2 separate regions of the Mus musculus genome follow, and region 2 is linked to region 1. The links are chromatin contacts, called in public HiChIP or PLAC-seq maps. All regions are on one chromosome and are shown on one strand. The core of a region is the stretch at or near the end of the contact, and the rest is flanking DNA. Distances in the headings are between cores, read along the strand shown. Region 1 overlaps Atm (ataxia telangiectasia mutated). Region 2 holds the start of Poglut3 (protein O-glucosyltransferase 3).

Evidence for each region. HiChIP or PLAC-seq counts read pairs in DNA pulled down with a chosen protein or histone mark.
Region 2: a BATF HiChIP or PLAC-seq map of CD8 T cells shows a contact between it and region 1, with 12 read pairs. The contact joins the promoter of Poglut3 here to the enhancer-like site in region 1. A contact is called at or near these places in 3 of 39 promoter capture datasets (the 3T3-L1 cell line, frontonasal cranial neural crest and hippocampal neurons), 1 of 15 datasets of contacts at CTCF or cohesin (CD8 T cells), 2 of 484 Hi-C or Micro-C datasets (Th1 cells and uterus), 2 of 115 datasets of contacts at active chromatin or transcription factors (CD8 T cells and embryonic stem cells) and 3 of 9 other capture datasets (adipose tissue, liver and pancreatic islet).

Annotation. Positions count from the first base shown.
Region 1 is chr9:53,450,463-53,454,007 of GRCm38.p6, forward strand. Atm (ataxia telangiectasia mutated) reads right to left here. Exons shown (of 63, transcript NM_007499.3): 53 at 3,070-3,208; 54 at 2,891-2,973; 55 at 1,087-1,227; 56 at 56-172. Among named protein-coding and RNA genes, the nearest start is that of 4930550C14Rik, 47 kb to the left of the region's middle. Within about 2 kb of position 1,904, at least 10 of the 459 cell types and tissues checked have an H3K27ac peak or open chromatin away from gene starts, as enhancers often do. A contact at or near this core is called in CD8 T cells, where this site is marked.
Region 2 is chr9:53,382,402-53,385,946 of GRCm38.p6, forward strand. Poglut3 (protein O-glucosyltransferase 3) reads left to right here and starts at 1,622. Exons shown (of 8, transcript NM_212445.2): 1 at 1,622-1,885. The coding sequence starts at 1,699.

The DNA of each region.
Region 1 (3,545 bases), core at 654-3,153:
CACCTTCCTTGGGCAAGCTGCAGAACACAAGCTACCTTGCAGGACCACAAGTTACCTTGTATGTGCAGATAGTCAGTTTCCTCTTTCTAGTCTCAGTGTTTCTCTGCAGTAGTGTATTGCACATCTGGAAGACCTGCTGCATGACAGCATCTTGCCTCAGGTCATCACGGCCCTTCAGAACAACCAGACATGAACAGGCAGAGTTTACTTTATTATAAGCACAGAGTCATCTAAGAAAAGGCAGAACTAGTCAATCTGAGTTTCTACACTCATCTTCAGAATGTCTTGAATAATTAATACCTACTGTCATTTTTCACTTAGAAAAAAAAAAAAAAACAAAACCTATGAAACTGGGAAGCAGATTGATACAAAGGCCAAGTTCCTCTTAGCTGCTTCTCTAATAACTAAACTAACTCCTTCAACTGAAGGCACAATACAAAACACCCAAATAAAGTAATCTTTCATTTCTCTTCTATTTTCAGCAAGACTCCAAAAGCACCTAAGCAGCAATGCAAAGCAGGGAGTGCTGCTACTTCTCAGGAGCAAGTGGCACTGTGTCAGGCCCGGGATATTGAGTACAGGCCTTAAATTGTTCTAATCCCCACCATAAGCCTTTTTTACAAGTAAGCTCATAGCGTGTGCAATTCTTTCTCTTGAATCAACTGTGCAAGAGCCTGCTAAGCCCAGTACTGCCGACTTACAGTCTCAGCTTCTCCAGAGGCTCAGGTAAGAGGGTCTTAAATTCAAGCCCCGCCCAGGGAGCTTAGCAAGACCCTGTGTCAAATAAAACCTAAAGGAGAGCTGGGATGTAACTCAGAAGCAGATGAGCATGAGCGAGGCCCTGGTTCTAATCCATAATAGCAGGACACAAAAACAAAAATTACAGTCTTTCAGAGAAGACACACAATTCTAAAAAGCAGTTTGATTCTATCACACTGTATTTCTACTTCAAAAATGTTTTCTACCTGTCATTATTCAGGATAAAGCTAGATCCAGACAACCAAATGAGGTAAGAATTAAATATCCTGCTGTTGATGTTGATGGCATTAATCCTCTGAAGACTATACCAGAAACAGGAAGTCTTACCTTCACAAGCTGTCTCCTTTCCTTGCCATCAGAACCCACACAATCTATTATTTTGGGTAAATTTAAGCCTCCAGCTAAGCGAAATTCTGTTTTAAATGATTTTATAGTCACCAGATTTTCATACTCTCCTGTGGGATCAACCTAATAAATGATGATAAATAATTATTATAGGTCAGACAAACAAAACAGGAGAATAACTAATGATAAACAGTAAACAACCACAAATGATAACTCTGCTAATTAACAGCTGGGTTTCTAATTTCTAATTTGTTTAATTCAAGTTAGAATTAATGACACTGATAGATTTTTATTACGTTTGCTTATTTACTTGGTGTGTATGTGTGTGTATTTGGGTGACCACACATATGTGTCACCATGCTGGTACCCAGGCAGAGCTCTGGTTTAAATGATTGGCAGCAAGTGTCTTTACTTGCTGCCCAGATTTTTAAAATTACATATAACACAGTTTACTTTCTTAAACATCTTTTCATAAATCTTCAGCATTTTAAGTCAATTAAATAGTACTGCTGAAAAACTACTGAAAACTAGAACTTAGTTGTTATTTACATATGTTGAAAAAAATCTAAGGAATTATTTAATTCACAAGAGTATCATGTAAAATTTTAAAAGAGGAAATATTCAGCTAAACCACATAGCCTGTATCTGTTAACCTGCATGATGCAATAATGGGTCAAACTCAGTAACAAGAACACTAATCTTAGTGTACACATTGGAAGGAGAAAGAGAGCTGTACCATGGACCTAACGCATCAGCTTCTAAAATGGTAACCTTTAGTGTTACACACATCCTGCCCACATGGTACTTCTAGGAATAAAAGATCACTATGAATAGGTGTTTAGTACGTATACACAGCAACTTAGAGGTACCATAACACCTACTGTTTTACTAAATAATATAGTTACATCACAGCCAATACATCCCAGTGCATACTGAATGACTAAAAACCAAAACGGCGACAACAAAAATGATGGAGTGGTGTTGCCCACCCGCAAACCAGAGGTAGAGTGTTCCATCACCATGGGCATGAAACACACCCACACACTGAGAAAGAATAATACAGAGAAAAACAGTGAACGGGACACAGGTCTGTAGTCCCAGGTACTCAAAAGACAGAGAGGAGGATGGTCAAGTTCTAGTCTTGCTTCAATTACAGAGCAGGTTCATAGTCAACAAAGTGAGACCCTGCCTTAAACGTATAAAAAAGGCTTCCCCAGTGCATAATAGGTTCAGTCCCTAGAGTTAAAATAACAATAAGAGATAACAGGAAAGAAAAGAAGGGAGGGAGGGAGGGAGGGAGGGAGGAAGGGAGGAAGGGAGAGAGAGAGAGGTGGGGGAAGGGAGAAAAAAAGAAAGAAAAAAATCTAATGGACAACCTATAGGTAGAAAGATATGAAACTACAATAATTAGCCATTTGGACTGAAAAAAAATCTACAAATAATTTAATCTACTAATGTGTAATTTAGTCTTATTTTTTTTTAAAGATTTATTTATTTATTATATGTAAGTACACTGTAGTTGTCTGCAGACAGGCCAGAAGAGGGAGTCAGATCTTGTTACAGATGGTTGTGAGCCACCATGTGGTTGCTGGGATTTGAACTCCGGACCTTCGGAAGAGCAGTCGGGTGCTCTTACCCACTGAGCCATCTCACCAGCCCGTAATTTAGTCTTATTAAAAATCAAGAGTTAACCGTCTTCTGGAGTGTCTGAAGACAGCTACAGTGTACTTAGATATGATAAATAAATAAATCTTTAAAAAAAAATCAAGAGTTAATAGTAAATTACCTTAATTTCCATAGTGGGAACAACAACATCTTCTAAATTCTTCAGTTTAGTGATTGGCTGGTTGGCTGGAATATTGATGCCTTCTACGTTAAAAATAAATAGATTTTAGTGACAGCTGTAAACGGAGGACTATCACTGCAGGTCAAGCTGGACAGCGGCAGTGGTACTTTCACACATACTTCTCTGAGCCCTCCACTGAGAGGCGTCCATGTTTGCCAAGATGATGTAGGCATCGCAGAGCGCCTCCATGTCCTTCACCATCTTACATCGCTTACTTCTGATGGAGTGGATGATTCTGGTTGCAGCCTCTGTTCGATCCTACCATCAACAACAAAGAACAAGACCCACTAAACATTTAAGTTTCTTGGAGCTATACAAAGAGAATCCATGCACAGATCTAGACAACGAAAGGACTATAATTCCTCAGATGCAAACAAAACACCCACTCAGGGAATGAAATACACACATAAAAAAATTCAAGGTTAATGACTTGGGTACTTTTCAAAAATCTGTTTTTCTGGGCCTAGAGAGATGGTTCAGTGGTTAAGAGCACTTGCTGCTCTTTGGGAGGACCATGGTTTGGTTCTCAGAACCTACATGGCAACCCCAGGTCCAGGGACATCCAAAACCCTCTCCTGGCTTCTGTAGGGGCCAG
Region 2 (3,545 bases), core at 372-2,871, 68 kb before region 1:
GTGTAGATAAAATGTGTTTACACAGGTTTTGTGTGTGGGTATTTATTGTGTGTGGTGGTATTTATTTATGTATAAATGCTAGCTGGAGCAGAGCAGAGTAGGCGTTCCATCAAAGCATGCAAACGACCCCAGGAAACAAGCCATTGGAAATCACACTAAGTTACACTACACTGCTGCCCTGCAATTTACAAGTGACTTATTCCCAGTTCCTAATGATGCGTCTAAAGAGCGCTGTCTATAACGTCCAGGGGCTAACCTGAGACCCCAGCGCTGTAGAGTGCATATGGGCATCTGCCGATTTCTTCCTGCTGGCCTCTATACTCGCCTATGATTGGTAATTGGGTTGGTGACCTGGGCCGGAGCTCAAAATGCTCAGGAGCCCAATTAAAGCCTGGGGCCTGGTTCTGATAAGCTCTGGGTTGAGATCTACCAGGAAGATCTCTGCCCATTCTGCAGGATGAATTCTTCCAGATTTCTCATCCTGGGAAGAATAATTAGTTCCTAAAACTCAGATAAAAAGAAAAAATAATTAGCAAGAGTGAACAAACGGGGGCTGTGGGGCTGTTCTTCCCGGCTCTTGATGCTCAGGAGTGGGGTGCCCAGGGCATAGTGGGCAGGGAAGGATAGGTGCCCAACTCTACTGAGACGCTTGCCCAGACCCTGCCTTCTGCTGCCCAAGTGCCCTACACAGGAAACACCGAAAGATAAGGGACTTCAGGGTAGTAGGCTGCCAATCACAAATATACGGAACAGGTGGGCCGGTGTGTGAACAAAGACTAGGGGAATTCCTCACAGGGAAGCTATTCCTCTTGTTCCACTGTGGCACTGGAAACCAAACCCTGATGTGCATTTATAATAAGCCATGTTTCCAACCCTTTTCTGTCTGGGTGTAGTGCACACCTTTGATCCCAATACCTGGGACACAGAGGCAGGTGGATGACAGTGAGTTAAAGATCAGCCAGTCTATATACATATATAGAGAGTTCCAAGGCAGTAGGAGATACATAGGGAAAACCCCAACTCAACCAGTTTTCTCCACAAGGCAAGGTGGCTTGGCTTACACACCTTTAATTTCCCTCTACTGGAGGAGGCTGGGGTGGAAGGATTGTCATCAGTTCAAAACCAGCCTGAGATACAGAGGGAGACTTCCTTCTCAAAAGGAGAAACAATAAAATATAGAAGAAGAAAAGGGGGAGGAGGAGGAGGAGGAGGAGGAGGAGGAGGAGGAGGAGGAGAAGGAGAAGGAGAAGGAGAAGGAGAAGGAGAAGGAGAAGGAGAAGGAGAAGGAGAAGGAGAAGGAGAAGGAGAAGGAGAAGGAGAAGGAGAAGGAGAAGGAGAAGGAGAAGGAGAAGGAGAAGGAGAAGAAGAAGAAGAAGAAGAAGAAGAAGAAGAAGAAGAAGAAGAAGAAGAAGAAGAAAAGAAGGAAGAACAAGAAAAGGAAGAACAAGAAGAAGAAAAAGAAAAGAGGTAACAATTTTAAAACAAGCACACCCTGCCTTTCTCCAGACTGGCAAACTCAGGCAACTAGTGTAGGGATGACTAGGAGCGTAAGGCCTGGGCGCGGTACACGAGCCAGTCGGGGTCCGGGCGCGCGCCCGGCCCGCCCGGGGCGGCTCTAGCCAGAGGCCCGCCCTCGGGTGTCCCCTCGGCCCGGCGCTCCAGCTCCTCCCTGGCCAGCGGAGCTGAGAGCCGGCGACCATGCAGGCCCTGCCGCTGGGGCTGCAGCTCGCCCTGCTGGTGGCGGCGGGGGCCGGGGCGCGCGTGAGCGCACCGCGGAGCCTGGCGTGGGGCCCTGGGTTGCAGGCCGCCGCCGTCCTGCCCGTGCGCTACTTCTTCCTGCAGTCGGTGGACTCGGACGGCCGGAACTTCACTAGCTCGCCGCCAGGTCAGCGCCCGTTGCCGTCCCCGCGCGTCCCTGTCCCCACACGTGGCCATCTCCCCACTGCGGGTGTCGTCTTCTCTCCCCTCCCATCGGCGTCCCTTCCCTCCTCCCTGACACCCACGGGGGCGGGAGGTGCCACTCAGGACCGTTGGGTGACTAACTCCAAAGGCTGGGCCACAGGTCCCGCCCGGTGACAGATGTAAGGGTAAGTAGAGTAAACGGCGCCTGTGGGGTCCCACGGAGCGCAGTGGTGCCATCACGTGATGCAGATGGCCCTTCCTGGCCTGCAGGGCGCGCCTTCCTCCCTCCCTCAGCAGCCCACTCTTCTTAGGCCCGCAGTGCAGACCACGCGAAGCAGGGAAACTTCCTAGAACCGGAGAAGGGAGGCGCTTGTCTTGAATCTCAGCAGGGCCCTCCTCCCACATCTGATTGCTTCTCTGGACTTGTCCAGCTGGTTTCAACTTGTTGCCAGTCAGGATTTGCTAATTTGTGTCTAAATGTAAGGCTGCTCCCATCTGGCGTCCTGTTTTGCCTGCAAAGAGGCAGAGAACTCCTTGGCGTCCTCCACCGAGCAAACGGGAATTTCACGTACTTAGAAGTCACGTGTATATGGTAATCCTGGAGTAAAAAAGAGGATGGCAATGTCTGCCTATCGAAAACTTAAGACTCTGCTGAGAAAATAGATAATAAGCAACCTGCCTATCAGGGCAAAGCACAGTTGCTGCAATTGGATTTCTGCAGCCTGGTGTAAACATTAAAGAACTGCCAATAGGTCCAAGGGAGTCTGGGAAGCTTCAGGAGTGCGGGTTTGGAGGCTGAGAGGGGTTTCTAGACTGGCTTGCAGCCGCGCAAAAGCAGAGAGCGCGAGGATCAAGTGTTGAGAACAGGAGTCTGTGGAACATGGTTCAGATTCAAACCGTGTTATGGTGTATCTGCAGTTCTGTAATAAATAAATGAACCCAGATAAGCACTCATGTGGTTACAGCAGGAGAGTAAGGATCCCCCCCCCCCATTTTAAAAATCTTTTTCCCCAAATAAAATGTTCTGCAAAGATTATTCGGATATGTGTGTGTTTGTATATGCCACTTGTGAGCTGGTGCCTATAGAGACCAGAAGAGAGCACTGGATCTGCTGTAACCATAGTTCTAGACACTTGTGAGCCACCTAATATAGTTGCTGAGAACATGAGTCCGCTGGAAGAATAGAAAGCACTCCTAACCACCACCGAGCCAGCTCTCTAGCCCCAATACATCATAATGTTTTTATAATGAGAAAAACATATCTTTTAGAAATTGCAGTGCGTGAGTGGATCCTGGTGTGTCCGTGGCAGGAAGTCAGACCTGTTTGGATGATTATGTAGTCCTAGGGTGTAACTCTTTGGTCTTATGGGATGCTCCATTTGGTAATGTAAGATCAGTGCTTTCCCTCTAGCTGCCGTGAGCATTGATAAACTTACTAAATGGTCATTGAAAGGAAAAGTATCGACTCAGGACCCCCAAGACCAAGTTCTCAGCACATAGGTACAGAGGGCAGGGAATAAGTGACAGACAGGAGATGGGGGTTGAGGAAGAAGGGGAAGGGAACAAACGAGAGGGGACAGGGTGTTTGTCCTGGAGTGGAACACAGGACTGTCTCTGGATAGAGAGGGGACAGACATGGCTCG